Linked DNA regions of Rattus norvegicus: region 1 is linked to region 2. Evidence: chromatin contacts called from public Hi-C data. All regions are on one chromosome and are shown on one strand. The core of a region is the stretch at or near the end of the contact, and the rest is flanking DNA. Distances in the headings are between cores, read along the strand shown. Region 1 holds the start of Fign (fidgetin, microtubule severing factor). Region 2 has its middle 250 kb from the start of Fign.

Evidence for each region. A called contact is a pair of places that touch in the nucleus more often than the background predicts.
Region 1: a Hi-C map of liver shows a contact between it and region 2, with 3 times the contacts expected there. The contact joins the promoter of Fign here to the enhancer-like site in region 2. A contact is called at or near these places in 1 of 12 Hi-C or Micro-C datasets (liver) and 1 of 1 datasets of contacts at active chromatin or transcription factors (oligodendrocytes).

What each region holds. Positions count from the first base shown.
Region 1 is chr3:69,167,470-69,171,089 of GRCr8, forward strand. Fign (fidgetin, microtubule severing factor) reads right to left here and starts at 1,639. Exons shown (of 3, transcript NM_001106484.1): 1 at 1,471-1,639; 2 at 528-697. The coding sequence starts at 552.
Region 2 is chr3:68,921,095-68,924,557 of GRCr8, forward strand. No RefSeq gene overlaps it. Among named protein-coding and RNA genes, the nearest start is that of Fign, 250 kb to the right of the region's middle. Within about 2 kb of position 1,552, at least 2 of the 93 cell types and tissues checked have an H3K27ac peak or open chromatin away from gene starts, as enhancers often do. A contact at or near this core is called in liver, where this site is marked.

The sequences.
Region 1 (3,620 bases), core at 389-2,888, 250 kb after region 2:
TCAAGGGAGCAAACAGTCAAATTCCATTAAAAGGTTGAGGGGGGAAAAAAGGAAAAAGAAAATTCCATCCAGTCCTGTGTGTGCACATATATACGTATATATGTAGAAATACTTTCATTACGTGGCAGTCTTTACCCCCACACTCCCACCCTCTCCATTGGGCTGCCCCCCACCCAAAACAACAACAACAAAAAAATCCCACCCTGAGTTTAACTAATTTACATACCATTTGACTTCACCCTGTCGAGAGCATTAATAGAAACATGCAACTTCAAGATTCGAACTAAAACCAATGAAAGTGTCCTCAAGTAATCTATTAATAAAACTGAAATGCATAAACAAGTGAAAGAAAATACGGGGAAAAAAAGCATAGTGACAGATTAAAATAAACAGATATCGACATGTTTAAAAAGAATTGGACATCACGAGCATCTGGTTCCCAAGCAGTCTCCAATGGTTTTTATCATGCTATTTAATTTGTCTTCCCTATTTAAATGCAAAGGAAGGAAATTCCAAAACTGACATACCATAAACACTGGTGCTACTGATCATTTCTTGCTGGTAGCACAAAAAGCTGAATTGGATTTCTCACAAGCAGGAATTCCAAAGGTTGCTTTTCATTAAAGCCACTTTTCCTCTCAGCTATCAAATGTCACTGCCTTGAAACGTGGGCCCTTTCGTCAGGTACTCATTTAACCTACATGCATATAATTAAGGGGGAAAGCAACATCAACAAAAAGGGGATCTCAGATCACAGGAGAAGAAAGAAAGGAAAAAAAAGCACATGACCAGGAATGCAAGTCCATGTCAATTTCACTCACTCCCATTGAAACTAACAAGAGCTCCGGGGAGGACGGTAATAGGATCAGTGGATTGTATATACCATTAAATTATACATCTTTCTCTCCCGTTCCTTGCCAACAATACGCCCACCACGCTGTACCCCCTCCCGCATGATGTGCTTACAGTTTTCTGCAACCGATCCTCTGACATTTTTCTCGATCCCCCAGCCACGAGATTGTAATTTAACCTCAACTTTTTGTGTGTGTGCAAGATTCTTATTTACACTTCTTATTTACTTAGAAGTTAGTTCCCGAAGAAAGTCTAGCCCCACCCTATGGCTCCGCTTTCTTATTTTTTATTTTTTTGAGGTAAAAAGATAGTAGTGAGTAAGCCCAACATCGCGAAAAGCGAGATTCTTGCAGTCACGAACTCTTAATCCCTTACTATTGTTACAATGATTAAGCTGCAGAAATATGCATCATAATGTTTCAGGGCTACTTTGTACGGAGAAATTAGACAGCAGGTTGGCGTACAGAATAGAAATGAATGCAAATTAAATTTACTGTTTACGGCACAACTCAGAGACCTCTTCTCACTACAGGTCTTGGATTTATCTATATTCTTTAAAAATAAAACAAAAACAAAAAAATTTAAACAGATGGTAAAAAACTACGAAGCTCTCCTTACCTGGACGCGCAGAGCGAGCTCCCGATAGGTTAGCGTAGCATCGATCCGATGTGTTTGCTGATGAATGGAAGCTAGGGTTAAGTGAAGGTGCCTATGATTTGAAATCATTCCAAGTTTTTGAAGGGAAGACGGACTGCAGCCTCTGCCATGTTGGAATTTCAAACCCAAAACAGCTGCTTGGAAGGAGCCAGCATGCCAGAGGCTGAGCGCAGGCGCAGAGCGCCGCCGAGCCAAATTCAAATCACTTTCACACTAAGAGCCAAAGATCAGTTTTCAAAGGAGAGAGGGAGAAAGAGACGCAGGCGGCCGCGCGGCCGGGCGTCGGGAGGCAGTGGCGAGAGGCGGGCGTTGGAGCGCGGCGGGCCGGGAGCCCCGGGAGGGAGCGGCGGCGCGGGCCGGGGCTGCAGGGGGAGCGGAGGCGGGAGGCGGCGAGCGGCGCCCGGCCGCGGGCGGACTGGGAGGGCGCAATGGCCGGCCGCCGGGTCATGTTACACGGCCCGGGCCTCGGCGGCCGCCCAGCCTCACAACCGCGCTCCCGCGGCCCGGAGGGGGCCCCGAGGTCATGCCGGCGCGCGGGGACGCGGAGCCCGGCCCAGCCCGCGCGCGGGGAGCGACGCCCCCGGGGGAAGCGAGCCCGGCTGTCCACGAGCGATCGCGCGTCTCTCAGGGCCCCTCCCCGGCCCTCCGGTCACCACCGTAGCCCGGCCAGCCCTCCCTGCCGCCGCGCGCACGGGACGGGGACCTGGACGTGGAGCCGGGACGTCCCCGGTCCCCGCGGCCCCCCGCACCAGTCAGAAAATGACTTTATCTGCTAGGGAAAGGCAAGTTGGGGAGGCTGATCAGCTTGAACCCACTTCGCCGCCGCCGCCTCCCCGGGAATAAATAAAAACCCTAAGTGTCTAGGTGTGCGGTCCCCTCTCGAGCTCCCCCGGCTCCCCTCCCTACCTCCCCCAGGCGGCTCCGGCAGGGGAGAGCAGCGCCTGGGGGCCCTCGGTGAGGGCTGCTGGTGCGCAGGCAGAGACCTGGGGCTTCAGCTTTCCCAGCCCCCCGCTATGGAGCAATCTGGGGACCCAGGAGAAGGAAGAGAGTCGGGGCTTTGTGGTGCTGGGAGCTGAGGAAGAATGAAATGTGCAGTTGAGTGTGTGGCTCGCATCCCAGGGAGCAGTGCCGTGCTGATTGTCTGTGGCTGAGATAGCCTTTTGTTCGCAACATAAGGTTTAAGAAACACACACACGTTTTCTGGGGTCTCTTGTTAGATGTAAATGTGCGGCATCCAGACGCTTACTATGCAGTGTAAGCTCAGTTGGTTTACTAATCACCCCGCCCCACCCCCAAACAATCAGGATCATTTGAATGGGAACCTCATTCAGACTTGTGGGCTGAGAGGATTGCCTTCAACGTATTTCATCCTAGACTAGCCAACCATCCAACTGGGATAATAAAGCAAACAATAACATTTGATCATGATGTCTACGAGATAATGTGCCCGGCAAAGTTCTTAAGGAATTGTAATGAGAGAAAGAGAGAGTTTGCCAATATTTCTCTTCATTTTCATTAAATAAGACTTTAATAGATAAATGGTGAGTTTATACTTTGGCCTGGTGGACGTCCAGTCCTCTATATTTCAACTAAGCTGAGAATGCAAGAGGCAAATTTTATAATCGACCATGAGGCCATCTAGCTGAAAACGTTACTTTGAAGGTTGGAGCAGAAAATACACTTGTTTTGGAAGAATGCTCTTCCTCACTGTCCGAATGTCTGCTAGCTTCTCGGCTGGGGCTTTAACAGACGAAACTGCAGCTCTCATAAAAGAGAGCTTACGTATACTTAGTAATTCATTTCATTCTTCGTTTGAAATTTTCTTGCCTCTCAATAGATGCACTTATCACAATAAATTTAATGGTCAAATCAGGGCAGATGACAATTAAAAAGAGAGAGAATGGGATGCCAAAAAATAATATTTGTTAGGAATTAGATTTCTATTTGGAATAGATTTTTGACCTTCTGGGTTTATTTTCAACTGGGATTGGAAATGAAGAAGAAGAACTTTATTCTGAGGCAACAGAGAACACTGAAGACCCTGTCAGAAGACAGCTTTTAAACCAATACTAAGAAAAGTTGTCCATTGGGTTTTACCTCAAAGAGATAAC
Region 2 (3,463 bases), core at 302-2,801:
GAAAATGGTAGCAAAAATTGGATAGTTTTTTTCTTGGTTTTGTTTGTCATCTGTTGGTTTGTTTGTTGAGGAGGTGACAATTATACAAGTATAGAAGCACCTGGAAGTTATCAGAATGTGACAGGAAATAGCACTTCCTGTTTAGTAACGTGATTTTTAGTCCAGTCAGCATGGGCATGGAAGCAACTAGAGTTCAGTAAATTGCATGTCAAAGTGTGTCTGTGAACAAATTTCTAGAGAGGGCTAGCTAATGGGAGATGATTGTGGCAATGGACTTGATACTACAGGATATGGGAATACACTGCATACCTAGACGGACGAAGGTGATAGTTTAGCCCAACGTTCCTGACACTATCATGTTCTGCCTATACAGGTTCAGACTCAGTGGCATCAAAAGCACTGAAATGAACCCCATGAAGCTATGACCCAATACCATTCTTGTCTCCTGTAAGTTGTTTTCTTCAGACATTATGTCATACAACAAAGAAAGAAACACAGAAAGGAAAGTAGCATCTTAAGATCAGTTAAGGGGAAGAAAAAAATGTTGAGATAAATAGTTCGAGAAGTAAATGTAAAGTTCTTAGAAGGACAGCTGAGGGAATAAATGAGTTGATGAATGAATGAATTAATTAAGTAAGTGATTTAATGGCAATATTCCTGATATAGTACCTGAGAGTAAGGCTACAAAAAAATCTCTTTATTAGACAGATTTGGATGAAGGAACAGCCCAGTGTGTGCTGAAAGTTGATGAGTTAGTGATCTTGTAGTTGTCGCCTCAATAGGTGAATCTCACTACAGTCTTCCAAGGAGGCAGTCATACGTACTGTTCAGTCAGTATTAATCCTGTTTCAGTGAGATCGACTGTAACATTTTGCAATAAATCTAGGTCAGTAATGAACACTGAAGATGCCTCCTCCTTTCACCATCTGTATCACGTGTGTCATTCCCACAGATGAAATACAGTGGACTTTGACTTCTTGCCTTAACTTTTCTGTTAAAACAAAGACGTGCCCGTAAATCGGATAGTGTTGGGGGAAGCGAAATGTTTAGTATTAACAGTGTGGGCACCTAGAAATTTTAACAGAGATGAACAGTAAGTTTAATGGTTGATTTTAGAGGCAGGCAAGGATGAATAAAGTCTAAGTTTGGAACTTGAAAAGATGCTATGGTGTGGGTTGAGCTTCTGTAGCCCCAATTTCAAAAATCTATAGAAATCAATTTCTGTCTATTGGTTTGGATTATCTAACCACCGGGTCAACATTCAAAGTACATACTCAAACCAGATAAGGAAAAAGGAATGCTTATCAGTCTATAAATTAAAGTGCTCTAGAAATACAAGGTCAGTTTTAAGAAACACAAAACAACAACAACGCAAAATTCCTACCCTTCACTGAAGCACTGACTCTGTTTATCCAATGCAATTAGTATTTCATATGGCTCCATTAAAATTTGCGAAATGTTCATGAAGTCAGAAGTTTTCATAAACATCTCGTCAGAGGCCCATGTTGATTTAGGAAGTGTCCACAGTCCAGACAGTGAAATAACAAATCAATCCAGTGGAGAAAGATCAATTGATTCAATAAAAACATCAAACAGGCTGTTTGCCGTGACGAAGATCAAACTAGTGTTTGACAGAACTTTTACTTTTTAATCAATGCTATTGATGTCTGTAAACACTCTCTTCATCTTACTAGCCCATGTTCATCATACACAAGAGAACAGTTAGTAACTGATAACTGATTTCTGCAAGAAAGCACACCAGAACACCTTTGGGCCAAAATTTCAACTTTGTCTCTCATCCCCACCCCATCTCCCTCTAACTAATTTCCTCCTTGTTCATGTCCATTCAAAGGAACTTCTTTTGCTACATGGCGTCATTCACTACACAACACATTCTACTTCAGGCCACTGCCAACCTATTTCCTGGCCTCTCCCGCAAGTACTTCTAGGAAGGTAGATTTTAGCCTCATTTCTTTGTGTTCATCTTTCCTGTTTCTTGACTGACCTCTTTGGAGTCTGTAATATGCCCATCGTTATTTTACTGCCAACTGTTTCTAGAGACATATGCTGTTTGAAACTCATCTCTAGAATTCCTTTCTCCAACATGCAGCGGCCAGCATGAGTCTATGTACAGGTGAATTGTTGGGTGTCTCCTTCGCATTCCTTATGTTTCACAGTCCTTTGCCTCAGACTTGTAACATGTAATGAACAGCAAATGCACACTTGTGTGCCTTGAGAGTATACTATGAAAAGTGCAAAGGGAGGGGGAGGGGGAGGAGATAGGAGGCTTAGGGATGGGAAACTGGGAAAGGGAATAACATTTGACATGTAAATAAAAAATATCGAGTTAAAAAAAGGAAACATTAAAGTAAAAACTCTGTTTACAAGAAAGATGTTATCTAAATTCACAATCTACATAAGAGTTCAGAAGTCACCATGACATTCCCATAATGTTCTTACACAAAACTTATCCTAACTCATCACACTTGATGTGGCAGCTAGATACCTTTCAGAGGCAGCTATATGAGCTTCACTTTAACAGAGTTCAAGGCAAATGTGAGAATAAAGGAAGAAAGCACCATACAGATTGTGGGCAACGAAGGCGGATACTCCATCGAAGCCTTGGTTTAAAGAAGTGTGCAGGCACATCTACGAGCCTCCAGGGTGCAGTCAGACAGAAGGATTCCTATCTCCTGCCTCTGCAACTCCTTATTTGGCAAACCGAGTTAACAGGTACGGGTGCCCCAAAGGTTCAGAAAACTATTTTCAGAATCTTAAAGACAGAATGGCATTTGGAGATATTAAACAAGTAACATTCATGAGTCATACTAATCAGGGAGTCTACTTGGGGATCTGATAATAATAAAGAGGAATGTATATGGAAATAATTATTAGGAAAGCCTCAGCATGCTTCTTTTACTCACTAGCATTTTGCATTAACGTAGGCCAAAGCAAATAGATGTAGCACTCCACCATGACCATATCTGGGCTTCTGTATTAGGCACAGTTATTGTTTTCCTTACAGGGGGAGAAAAGCCAAAGAGGATTAGTTCCCTCAACTGTAAATATCTGTGTTACAGAAGCACAGCTGGAAAGTCATATTCCCTGCCTTCCACTGCCTTTCCCATGGCTAAAGTCAGCATGGTTCTACTGAGGTCTAAAAGACAAAGATGTATTGTCACTGACTCCCGCCATGCCAACACTCAAATGTGCCACCTGCACTGAGCTGGAGTCACCTGGATCTTCAGGCATTGCTAACAATCCCTAATGTCATTGGAGAATGTTAAGTCGATTGTTATCATGGGAAATACTAATCCTTGCCCTTTGCTTCTGTAGGAATATGAAGAAAGCTAACTAACCAAGTGTACAGGAGTTTTATTACACTGAAGGCCACTGGATGTTTAAATATCAGAAAGGACCATCAGAAAATAACAATTTTTAAGCTCCCAGCAGGAGTGCAAGC